Linked DNA regions of Arachis hypogaea: region 2 is linked to region 1. The links are chromatin contacts, called in public Hi-C maps. All regions are on one chromosome and are shown on one strand. The core of a region is the stretch at or near the end of the contact, and the rest is flanking DNA. Distances in the headings are between cores, read along the strand shown.

Region 1 (7,396 bases), core at 89-2,588:
CCAACTATAATATATTATTTGAGATTATATATTCAACACAAATTTACTAAGATATTTTGTAATTCACCAACAAAAAACAATAAGATAAGCATGATTTAGTTAAGAATTGGTTCAAATGTATGTAGGCTTTTTGTCACTTTTGATAGCTTCTCTTTTATGTCCCAAGTATTCTTTGAGGACAATTCTAATTTTCAATAGAAGATCCAAAACAAGCATAATTAATTTGTTTGTTATTCTTATTAGATTTAGGCTCAATTATATATCGCATAAAAATAGTATAATTATATACATAAAAATTAAATATAAATTTTAAAAGATAAATTAAAAAAATAATGTTTATTTTTAAGTGTTTTTGTAACTAAATTTAATTAATTTGGTGTAAGATTCAGTAAAAAGACATGTACATACATCATTACTCTTTATTTTTTGAGTTTTCTACAGCAAATAAATTTTTGTTAGAGAGCACAAAAATTTATTGATATATCACACAAATTTTTGAAATATAGCACAAAAAATTTTGCACATAATACAAACTTAAAAATATAACATACAAATTTTTTTTACGAATGTATTTTGTTAGTTTGATGAGTTAATATTCTAAGTATGTCTATAGTCTTTAAAAAATTTCTATACTTTATATCAAAATTTTAAGCTATGCACAAATATTTTTTTATTGTACATCAAAATTTATGTGTTCTGCGTATTTCATTAGTAAAGTATACAAATTTTTGCTACAAATGTCTTTTGTTATTAGTTGGGTGAATTAATATTTTGGGTATATAGTCTTCCAAAAATTTATGTCGTACACCAAAATGTGTTGTGCTATTTCATTGGTATAGTATATAAATTTTTGTACATAACACATAATTTTTTACTGCAAATATATTTTATTAGTTGGGTGAGTCAATGTTTGAATTTTTCAAAATTTTTTATGTTATTTACCAAAATTTATGTGCTAAGCGAATTTTATTGGTTGAAAAAAGAAGAAGATGAAGACAACAAGAATAATAATAATGATAATAATAGAGGATCAAGAGTAAAAAAAAGAAGAGAAAAAAATTAAACAATAATAATATTAAAGAAGTGAAAGAGGAGAAGACAGTGGTAATAATAATAACAACAAAAAAAATGCATAAAAAAATACGATGACGACGATAATAAAAAAAAAATATGTCTCTGAAAAAAAAAGAACGCAAAAATTTAATTAAAACCTGAGTTTAAAAAATGTTTAGACGTCTAGCATCTCTGAAATAAAAGACTGATGTCATATCCCCACAAAGATTAAAAATATATTATTTCAATAATCAATCATTAAATAATCTATTAAACAAACCTTTTAGGTGAAAGTGATGCCTAGCTATATATATGTTAGTTTATTCCAAACTGTAGGGAAAATGAACGACCGTCTAAGTTATTTAACCAAGCAACAGTGATAGTTTATTAATATATGTATCTTATTGTTCAGTTTTTCTTAATCAATTAATTAATATCTGCATTCTGCAATTAAATGATGATTGATCTGTATCTTGCCGACTTGTATTGTACTCTGTACAATTGTAAATAAGTGAGAGAATTTAAAAATCATGACGTAGATATTAATTTGGCACCAACAAAATTCACATTAAATAAAAAATTTATGTTAAATAAAAATTATATCATAATTTAAGGATAATAGATAGAGAATTATCACAAGTACGATATCACAAAAAAAAAAAAATACTTAAAAAAATAGTTAAAAAACTTACTATGAATATACCTAAATGACACAGTACATGAAGGTATTTAAGTCTATTATGACTGTTTAATCAGTTTATTGGATATTATTATTTTACTATCTTAAAATATTTTAATTAAAGACTGGTTCAAATATAAAAATTAAAATCTTCACCTAATAATTGAATATAGAATATTTTGTTTTTATTATTTTGAAAAGAAAATATGGAAACTTTCCAACTCATGGAATTTGTTTCACTGAGCTTTTGACAAATTTTAAAAAATGATTCTTTTTGTATTTTTTTCCCCTATACTTTGCAAGTCATGAAAAACAATATGCATTTTCTTCTACGATATATGCGAACAGACTAGCCTATATTCCTGTAAATTACTTTAACTAGCTATTTTGGTAAATTATACCAACTAATTTAAAAATTAATTTCTGCGTGCACACACGTATATTTTTTACAACGGAAGATAAATTTATTTATGAAAAAATATTTTGACAAATGTAATAGTTAGCTGACATTTAATAATTGAAAACGTTAACATTTAATAGTTGAAAAAAATTATTTGCCAAGTAAATATACAAAATAACACTTTTATATTGTTCAAGTGATTTTAAGTGAAGACTATTTATAAAGAAAAAACAACCAAAATAGCACTTAGATATTGTAAGAAAAAATTAAAAAGCAAAAAAAAAAGTGAAAATTTTCTGATGTTAAAAGAAAATCTATAACTATCATATTCTCCCAACTTCAAACAGAATATTCTAATGACTATTCCTTGTCATTGTCCTGCAGCAGTGCCAATTACAACGGTTCCTTATTTGCCTGGGATTGTTATGGTATTTAATTGGTATAAGTCAAGTTCAAATTGTGGTATTGAAAAGAAAATATATATATTTTTTGCAGCATGTACTTTGTCAAGTAATGTTTTTTATAGAGCAGTATAGGAGTCTGACAAGCGGCACTTTGCTAGCATTTGCATGCAGGTTGCATGAGGTAATGCCTTAGATTTTCTTATTCTTTGTGATTAAACTAGAATGATTAAAAAAACCTAAAGATAAAGGAGGCAAAATTGTGTATTTCAAAGTATAGATATTTAAATGAAAAACTTTGGTTGAACATATGCCAATGGGCTGATGTAAAACATAAGCCAGCTAAAAATAAAAGAACAATTTTATAGTATCTATAAATTTTGTATCTAAATTCTTTAAATATAAATATTAAAAAACAGGACTTACTCTTTTATAAATTAAAGTTTAAATATATATACATTTTGTAAGCATTGTAAAACATACCAAAATAAAATTATAGTATAATAATTAAAGAAATTTTCATTGTGCTAATAAAAATCAAGATCGTACTTTATAATTTGGATATCATATTTTTGACGGTTTATTATTTTATATTGTTATTTATTTTATTGCAGATATTGCTGATATTAAACACTCCAAAATAATAAGAACTGAGAATGTGATTTTTTAGTATTTTGACCGATGACTTTGTTTTTGATTAAGAAAAAAATTTTAATCTCTGCATGTCTTAAAAAAGTTTTAACTTTTAAATTATGTTTAAAAAAGTTTAAAATATTATTATTAAATTAAAAAATATTAGACATTCAAATATTTTTTAAATTAATTTTTTTAATTGTGTCTTTCTGCGTTCCTTTTTTTTTTACACAGATATACACTTTTTCTTTCTCTTTTTTATTTTTTTTTCTTCTTTCTTTGTTATCGTCGTCGTCACCATCTTTTTCTATTTTTACGGGCTTTTTTCTTCAATATCCTTCTCCTCCTCTTGTTGATATTATTGTTGTTTATTTTTTTCTCTTTTCTTTCCGCGATCCTTTTTTATTATCATCCTTGGGGGTGTTCAAAACCGATCCGGACCGAACAAAATTAATCAACCGAATCAAAAAAATCGAGAACCGAATAAACCGAAAATCGAAAAAACCGAAAAATTTATGTTTTGCTGTTTTTTATGCGATTCGGTTCGGATTTCGATTCTGATACTAAAAACCCTAACCGAACCAAACCGAATCGGTAACTAAAGAAACCCTAAAAAACCCTTCAGTTAACCCAACCCATTAGGCAGCCCATTACCCCACGGCCCATCTTCCCACCCCCATTAGAAAACCTAGCTTCCCCATTATCCTACCCCCACGTCCCCACGCAGCCAAAACTCTCAAAGAAGTCCCATTACCCTAACCCTCCCAGCAGCACCTCCCAGCCCCGCCGAACAGTGTCTCCCAGCCCCTCCCAGCAGCCCTTCTTAGCCCCTAACTCTTCTCGCCCCTTTGCCTCCAATCCTCTCAACTCTCAGCGCCTTTTGCTCTCCCTCTCCCTTCCTCGTCCTCCCTCTGCTCCGCGCCTCCGTCATTGCTGCCGACCTGCCTTTGGACAGCACCAAGAATGGAGCCTAAGTCAGGCTGGTTCTTCTACTTCCTCCCCATCGGTGGCTGCAAGCAGTGGTTTCAATTTTCTCCTTCTCATTTATCTTTGTTCTGTTGTTGCTTTCTAAACTCATTACATCTTCCATTTATTTTTTCGTGGTTCTTTTTTTTTTCAATAAAATTTGGCATTGGTTGATCCAGGTTTAACTGTCTGATTTTGAGAATTTGTTGCATAGCGTATAGCCTAACTGTTTCCTTTCTAACTTCGATGCTTAGTTTGCTTTCGATTCTTTTCTTGTTGATGTTTGCATATGATTTCTTATAACTCTAAGATAATTTTGGTAATTTTTGGTTAATATCTATTTATTTGTTTTAGAGTTGGTCCAATGGAGGATAGCCAGAAAATTGAGGAGCAGGTGCAGGAAGAAGTGATTTCAGACAATGGAACTGAAAAGAAGCAGGAAACTCGTGATGAGATGCTTTCGCAGCACAGGTGATGTTTTAGACTTGTCATTTTAGTGAATCTATTTGGTTCTGCATGTTCATGTAGTAGGATCTATTTGTCATGGAATCTATCGTATTTAGTAGAAATTGTTGTAGTTCATTTCTGTTGCTAAGCAAGAGAGAAGAGTTTATGGTGAATTCGTGGTGTTTAGACAACACTGTAGCTTAAATAACCTAGTTAATGATATAGGGGACACTATATATAAGAAGAGTATCCAGGATAATGTTTCAGTAGATTAACATGTTGAACTTGAAAGTAATCATGGAATACAAATTTCACTTGTAAAGTATTCATTCTGTTGATCAAATGTATTTCAGACGGGCTTCCTAATTATTGATTAGAAGTAATATCAATGTATCTTGTAATTGGTATGTGTCGGCTTTCCCTCACAACATAGATATAGGCATATTGTCTCCTAGTAAATGTATGGGCAAGGCTGTTTCTTTTTCAAAACCTTAGCAAATTTCTTGACACTCAAATGAAAGGTTTCTATAACTATACTTAAGGCATGATTCATGGACTTCAGAGTTCATTACGATTGGTGGCTGTTGCTATTTTTTGCTTTTAACTTGTTATTGATTCAATGATTTATTGTTATTCTGTTTTTGGTTTTGATTCATTGTTAGTGTTGATATTTAATGTTGTATCTGTGGTATTTTTGCAGTTTGATCATAGTATGAGGGATAACATTAGTGAAACTGAAGGTGAAATTGGTGGATATGTAATATTGTAATCATTTTTTCATTAATCTAGCTTTTTAATTATAAATATTATTTGTTATGATTGTTCCTTGTTTTATAGAAGTTGCATCTACTCTTGATCCTAAAGTTTTTTTTTTATATGTTTTATACGATTCTTCCTCTTTTAATTTTGTATCACTATGTGCTCATATTGTTCATTATTTTTGTTTGAATTAATTAAAAAAACCAAACAAACCGAACCGAACTAAACCGATTTTAATTGGTTTGGTTTGGTTCGGATGATTTTGATAAAAAAATCGAACCAAATCGAACCGTAGTTTTAATAAACGATTGGATCGTATGGCTTTTTCTTAAATAACCGAACCAAACCGCACCGCGAACACCCCTAATCATCCTCATCGTCTTCGTCATCCTCATTTTTTCCTATAAATGTTAAAAAAACTGGAGCATAGAAATTTTGATGCACAACACATAAATTTTGGTACACAGCACATAAAATTTAGTATACAGCACAAAATTTTCACGAATCACATACCCAAAATGTTGACACTCAAATAATAAAATACGCAAAGCACATCAATTTTGGTATACATCACAAAAATTTTGGTGCTTAACACATAAATTTTGATGTGCAATACAGAATTTTTTGGAAAAAATATTAACTCACCCAACTAACAAAATACATTCGCATAAAAAATTTGTGTGCTATATGTAAAAATATGTGTTATGTACAAAAATTTGTGTGCTATATGTAAAAAATTGTTAGAATAAATTATTTTATTAATCCAGATCATCCATATTGAATTATTAAAATTGTATATTATAGTGCAAAACTGTACCTTTACTCATAGAAATTAGAAATTAGAAATTAATGGAAGAATTGTCCCAGTCTTCATTAACCAAAACTTTCTGTATCCCTCATAATAGGGCGGTTGAATTGCAATTCTTCTTATGGAAAAAGAGTTGCTGAGGCAGCTTTGGTATGTTGGGGACCAAAACTCTAAAGTCACTATTTATATTTGAGCATGACACCCATTAAACCCTAAAACCTAAATAAAAATAGTATCTAAAGTCCAAAAGATAGTATCTGATTTTATTCTCATTTAATTCCAAATCAAAAGTAATTATGACTTATTCAATTTAGCATTTATAACAATAAATGAGATCACTGTTATATAAGTTATTTAATTTGAAATAACATAATTTGTAATTATAATTAATATATGTATTGCCCACAAACAAATTAGAAATTAAATAATTTTCCAACAATCTCCCATTTGGGCTATACATATATTCTTTCCTAAGACAATCACATCTTATAAACTTTATACGCGCATTTGAATGCTATTTCCTTATTACTTTAACAATATACTCCATCTCATATATTAGTTATGGAATTACCGCAAATTTTATCACGTTAATATCAAGACTAAACCACGATGATCATCATATTAATATATTTAACGACATAGATCAAATTTAGATGAGTAGTATGAAAATTACATGCCAAGTGATCTCGTGCATGTCTATTTCCAGCTGGTCCAACTTTAAAACTTTATTGAGACCAAACACACAAAAAAAATTGCAAAATGAACGTTTTACATAATACGACATCAACCATCAAATTAATTCTGTAGAAAGAGAATTCAATATCTATCATAGGACATATAGCATAAAATAAACTCCTACTAAATCAAGACATCACAAATATTGACACTCATATGAACAGTGTGCTCATGAAAGATTTTAGGGATCATTCCCTTGGTTAATGGGTTTGTTAGCATATACTCTGTTCCTATATGTTTTATGAAAATCTATTTTTCTTAAACTTTTTTCCTAACAACTAAGAACTTGATGTCTACATGCTTTGATTTTGTCAAGCTCTTATTGTTGTTGGAATATATATAGTACTGCTGACTTATTGTTACAAAATATCTTCAATGGTCTTTTAATGTCATCTACTATACGAAACTTAGTGACAAAGTTTTGCAACCATATGTCATGTTTGGATTCTTCAAAGCAAGCAACATACTCAGCCTCTATTGTTGAAGAAGTTACAAGAGTCTGTTTGTTAGACTTC
Region 2 (6,626 bases), core at 2,249-4,748, 150 kb before region 1:
CGAATATGGTCCATTTTGTAAACATCATGAACGTAGACTTGCCAATCTAGTCGCTGATTTGCACAACAAGCAAATACATGTCAACACGAAAAGCAATCTAGCTGGAATTCACCACAATCACAGTGTTGTCGACGTAAGTCAACTGCATACTCCAATCTACTAGGCATCTCACGCACTTCAAATATGTCATTCTGCCTGTCAAAATAATTAATTTGGATGTTTTCCTATGCACACTTATTTGCATGTAATTTGGAGGTCATAAGCTATGAAAAAACATGTCCAGCACTAATGCAAGACTCAGCCTTGACTCTTTTCGTAGTGAACAACTTGTTAAGCCAGTAATATGTTGCCTTGATAAGTGTAGTGATTGATAAATTACGCGCCCTTTCAAGACCGAATTGATGCACTCGACTAGATTCGTAGTCATATGACTATCAGTATCAACCATCAAATGCCAAAGCATATTGTTCATGTGGATCCAGTCCAACCAGTTAATGTAAGCCTCACATCATTCGTGTAAATGCTGATAACGCATCTCGTACTCGCGAACTGTCCTTGGATATCCACCGATAAAAAAAAGTACAATTACCAAGCATTAATGACATTCATAATAATGGTAACTGTAACAATAACAAACTTCAATATATTCAAAAATACATATGTTGATGATAAGCTTCTGCAAGTACGGTGCCTTGAACTTCCTCAAGAAGTTGGACTCTATATGCATGATGCAAAATATGTGAAAAGCTCTAGGAGACAATCAAGTTCCATTACTACGAGTAATAGTTGAACTAACGGAGTCATGTCGATCAGAGATAATGCCCACACTATCCCATGTCACCATATATTGTCGCAAGTTACTCAAAAAAAAGTGTCACGCATCAGAAGTCTCTCCCGCTACTATCGCAAATGCAATATGCACAATATCATTGTTACCGTCTTGTGAAATTACAACCAACAGACAACTCTTGTATTTTCCATATAAATAAGTCCCACTACCTGTACTAATAGTTTGCAATTTTTAAATACTCTAATGTAAGGGTAATAACTCCAGAACACTCGATGTAATACCCAGATATCAAGAACCAAGTCATCTCCTGGTACGCACGCATGTTTCAAAATGGATGGCTGATGATGGCTCCTTGTGACACGGCCTCAAACTATATGAGCAAAACTTCAAACGAAGCTTTCCAACCTCCAAAAAAATTTTTCACTGTCTGTCGCTTTGCTAACCATGCTTTGTGATAACTTATGGTGTAATTAAACTATGATTATACTTCTACAATGACTGATTTCACCTTTATAGAGGGGTCAACCTCTACCAACGATTTTATTGCTTCTACAATTATGTTGGAATTCAATTTCGAATAGTCCTAAAAAATAGTGGCTCTAGTACAAGTGTGACTACCATTATATCTCCTAATATTCCAATAGTACTTCCTGTGCATCTGGCTAACCTTAATCAGCCAATCAAAATTTGTGCCGTATTATGTGTATTTGGCATAAAATGTCATTGGTTTTGACTCATATACCCGATAATCAACACCTCTGTGTATGGTATAATCTTTCATCGTCGTAATGACAACCTTCCTGAAACTGAATTCCATTTCCATGGCGAACCAAAGAAAGAGGCTCTACCACAATAACACCACGACATATATATTTAATAAAAAACTATTAAATATATTTTTTAAAATTAAAATCTATCTATAAATTATAAATTTGAATTTATATTTCTAATATCAATTAACAATTATACATTATAAATAAATATTTAATAAACTGATGTAAATATAAATATATATTTAATATATTAACATAAATATAAATATATATTTATTTTTAATTTATTTTATATATATATATATATAAAATAAATTAAAAATAAATATATATTTATCCTTAATAAAGTAATTATCTAAACTTTAAGTAAAAAGTTATCTAAACCTAGCGAGGTGATTAGCCTATACTTTAATTAAATGAATAACTAATCAAATATTATTTAATAAATTATATTTTACAAATCACATACATTTTAAATCGATCTACAATATATATAATGACAATTTTTTTTCTTATATTACTTTAAATTAATTGAATCTATAATATTAATCTATCATACAAATATCTTTATACATAACTGCACTCATATATTCAAAAAATTTTGGTACATCCATGTTTTCTAAATCCAATGTGCGCATAAAAGATGACTCCTTAAATGAATGCTGGTTTGTTAGGGCATTTGTCACTTTCGTCACATCTATCTTCATAGTGCCGTTAGCTTGATCTTCGTCTTCACCCAGATCATTGACTTTGTAGTTGCTTTCAAACTTCTCCTCAATATTGCTATTGTAATTTTCTCATTCAATATTTCAGTCAGCTTCAGATTGTTTAAACTTAATATACAGCTTGATGAACGACATCTGAGAGCGAGTTTCAATGTACATTGAAAACATCTCTTACATATTCGCTTCATCGGTTACATATTTAGTTTGAAATTGAACGAACCCACAAAATATTGATATATGATACTTGTATAAAATACATAACACTCTCCTTGATATTTCAGAATCTATATTCTCACAAATAACATTTTTTAGTTCTTTAAACGAGAGTGTAAATGGAATAACAATACCTAATAGATTTTTACATATAAATTTCACTCTTTTAAATGTTTGTAACAAAATCTGATCATAATAATATACTCTTAACATAATTCTATCATTTTTTTTATTTACATTTAAAATATTCAACCTCACTATTATTTTTTCGATAAAAAAAGAGAGCAGAAAGAGAGTTTTTTGAGCTGTTTGACAGAAAAAAAATAAAATTCTGTCAATTAAAATAAGAAAGACGTGTAAAATATATATAACCGAACAATAAAAAATGGTCCGATTTAGTTATTAACATTTCAAGTTTTTTTAATTATATAAATTAAATAGTTTAATTTATATTCCTTCAAAATAAAATGTCCGATTTAATCTTCTAAAATTTTAAAAATTCCCTGCATCAAACAAATCGGATAGTTCAATTTATTTTTATCTTTTGTAATAAAAAAATCGAATGGTCGATTTTCCTCTCCGTTAATTTAAAAAGAAGAGCTTACTCTTCATGCATTCTGCATCAAAAGCAATCACAGGTTTTATTTGCTCTTTGATAATTATTATATTTTACAAGTTCACTTCACTTATTTTTCTATAATAATAATAATATATTATTATTAGTATTATAAAATCGGATAAAAAAAGGGTGAATTTTATCCGACATTTTTTAAGAAAATTAGTTAAAACATAAAACCTACTAACAAAATTAATTTTTTATAATAAATTATATTTAACAGAAAAATATATTATAGAAAATTGGAAAAACATAAAAACTAGTAATATTAACATAATAAAATAGATTTTATAAAAAATAAAAATATTATTTTTTATATCCAATTTAATTTCAATTGAATTTTTAAATATTTAAATCTTTAATTTTCTCAGGCCAATAACGGGTTTGCTTTCAATTTTTCAAAACCTTGGGTCTATCTGATTGATTTATTTAATTTTGCTTGGGTTGTCTATAAATACGTGAACGAGAGTAAACCCTAACCCTAACCCCCAATAAGGTTTCTACATTAGCACTACGCCGCAGCACAACTCTCTCCTTCGCGAGCTCTTGTTCTTCCGCGGCAATGGCGTACGCAGCTATGAAACCTACGAAAACCGGTTTGGAGGAGTCACAAGAACAGATCCACAAGATCAGGATCACTCTTTCCTCCAAGCACGTCAAAAATCTCGAGAAAGGTGCATAACAACTCAATTTCTTCCATGAAAATTAAAAAGGTGAATTCGTTGTTGCACTGGCTAATAGCTTTTGGATCTGTTCGCGTTTGTTTTTGCAGTTTGTTCTGACTTGGTTCGTGGTGCGAAGGACAAGCGCCTCAGGGTGAAGGGACCTGTGAGGATGCCAACTAAGGTTCTTCACATCACTACCAGGAAATCCCCCTGTGGTGAAGGTACTTCAATTGTGTTTTGATCCTTCTATTTGATTGGAATTCTGAGTTTCAGTTTCTTTATATAAAGTTTGGTTATAATATACTGTGGTGTTGTACATTGAAGATCTCTGATTTAGTCTTCTCGGATTATTAGTTATAGGATGGAAATTGGTTTTTAAATTTTTATTTTGAGTTGATTTTGATAGAGATTTTTCTGTGTTAACGGAGAAATTGGAATAATTTCCACTCTTTGAAGGAGAATTAGCAAATAGTCAAATACAGATTCTATGTTTTTTTATACGGATGTCAAGTCGTCTTATACCATAGGAGTGTAGACATAGTGGACGAAGATTGATATAGTAAAAAAAGTGAGAATCTAATTACACTGAATTTACAACTTCCATCATGTGCAAGCCTACTACTATCCAAGGTGATTAGAGTCCGTTCTCATTTTGTCGACTCCCATATTTAGAGCAGTCTGATCAACGCAAAATGATGTGTTTTGTGGTCTCCGTCTAGGAGAACACCGGCTATGGAAGTGTGTTCTCATTTTATCGACTCCCTTACCTTAGAGGAGTTTGATCAATGCGAAATGTTCTGTTTTGTGATCTGTCTCGGAGGACACCAGCTATGGAAGTATTTACTGTATTGTAGTAGTGTGGGCTGACTTAAGTGTTTGAATTAACTTTGTTGTTATATTATTGTTGAAAGAGCAGTATCCATTGTTGTCCCTACCTTTGATTTCAGGTACCAACACCTGGGACAGATTCGAACTACGTGTTCACAAGAGGGTCATCGACCTCTACAGTTCCCCTGATGTTGTTAAGCAGATTACTTCAATCACAATCGAGCCTGGTGTTGAGGTTGAGGTCACAATTGCAGATGCTTGATCTCAGTTTTGAAGATTAAAGACATTAATTTTGTTGTGCTTGCTTAGTTATTTATCTTTTTTCTTTAGTTCTTATGGTTTTTGGACATCGGTGAATGAAAAAGTTAAACATCATGCTTCATATGGTTTAGGGTTACATACATGTTGAGTATTTGCTTTCATGTCATAGCATATTGTACTCGTACTTAATCCCCCTTTTTGTTCTTCTACAACAAATTTTTAAGTCTTACTCTTGCAAAAGAAAATGTAATTTATACTCATGAAAGATTTAGGTCTGACAGAATGCACCATTTTGTTGGACACCGTAAATTTATGAGGACTTAGACGACATTTCATTTATTTTTGCGGGCCATTTGAAAAAGAAAAAAAAGAAATCAAGTTCATTTCATTAATGAAAAGAATGAAAAGAGGAAAAAAGGATCAAGATGAAAAATTATGGCTACTTATTTTATTTTCTATTAGAAGTTATGAGTAATTGAAGAGTACAACGTGTGATAGATCATGTGTTCTATTTGTTGGACTATGTGATATATATTTTCCGACTATTTTAGGGATGCTTTTAAGTCATTTTTAGGCTATTTTACCCTGTCAAGTGTTAACCACCAATCTTAAATGTTCAATGCACGTTATTCATAAGAGTGACTATTCTAAGGTTGTCAAATGGGCCACTATATGGGCTGGTCTATTATCTTTTTTTTTTTTGTTTACGGATTTTAGTTTTGAAGTTGGGACCATTGATGTCTAATTTGACTAGTTAAATAGGCTTTTTTTTTTTAGGGTTAGGGTTCTTGAGCCACACTCTGATACTGAAAGTGCTATCTATCTATGATGTTACAAAATCCCTAATCTCTCACTCTGATAAAAAAAAAAAAAGGCTTTTTTGTTAGTTACGGTATTCCCCAACACGGACAAGCCAAAAATACTCTGATATGAATTTGAATACGGACAAGCCAAAAATACTCTGATATGAATTTGAATTTTATTTAAAGGTCTGTGGTTGTTGTTCAATAAATTATTGCATGCACAAGGTGGGATTCGAACTCCTAATATTTGCTGAATGAGCGGGATTCAAACTTCCAATTACTTGCTGAGTGAGTTGACCACTTAACCAATTCAAGTTGGTTATAGGTGTACCTGTTTATTTTTTCGGAAATTTTTTTGAACAAACAAGAGACATTTTTGGGGTAAGCACAGGATTTTTTATCGAGTTGAATCTTTGTATTGGATCAGTAGAAATATTGAAAAAAATGCTATTTTTTAAAAATAATGGGCTGTGTTTAATCGGCGAGATGACCTATTTAATTCACTTTTCTTTTTGATTAAATAGCTGAATTTATTTAATTCAAAATTTAAGACTTGTTTAAGTGAGTTTTAAAAAAAAGATTTTTTTCGAGTTATCTTTTTTTAAAAGATCTTATAGAAAAGTAAAAGTAATTTTATGGTTAGGTATTTCATACAAAAAAATTTTTTTTATCTATCAATTATGTTTGAGTATAACGATATAAAAGTACTTTTTTGTTTATTTATTACATAAAAAATATCTTTTTTTAAGGAAAAAATATCTTTTAAAAAAAGATATAAATTATAACTTCTCAAAAAAGATATTTTTTTTATTTTTCTAATATTTTTATTTTTACTACTAGAAATTTGTCAAACATGTTAAAAATTAAAAAAAAAGATTTTTTTATTAAAAAAATCTTTTTTTATCAAAATAATAGCGTCCAAACAAGCACTTAAACAAACCTGATTATGGAA

Evidence for each region. Hi-C and Micro-C count contacts between places; a contact is called where the count stands out from the background.
Region 2: a contact with region 1 is called in a Hi-C map of an unstated tissue, with 2.1 times the contacts expected there. The contact joins the promoter of LOC112727082 here to the enhancer-like site in region 1. A contact is called at or near these places in 2 of 8 Hi-C or Micro-C datasets (leaf and an unstated tissue).

The regions. Positions count from the first base shown.
Region 1 is chr12:20,001,268-20,008,663 of arahy.Tifrunner.gnm2.J5K5, reverse strand. No RefSeq gene overlaps it. Among protein-coding and RNA genes, the nearest start is that of LOC112731865, 30 kb to the right of the region's middle. Within about 2 kb of position 1,338, at least 1 of the 3 cell types and tissues checked has open chromatin away from gene starts, as enhancers often do.
Region 2 is chr12:20,152,934-20,159,559 of arahy.Tifrunner.gnm2.J5K5, reverse strand. LOC112727082 (small ribosomal subunit protein uS10y) reads left to right here and starts at 3,498. Exons shown (of 3, transcript XM_025776700.3): 1 at 3,498-3,791; 2 at 3,890-4,003; 3 at 4,730-5,210. The coding sequence starts at 3,680. The coding sequence ends at 4,872.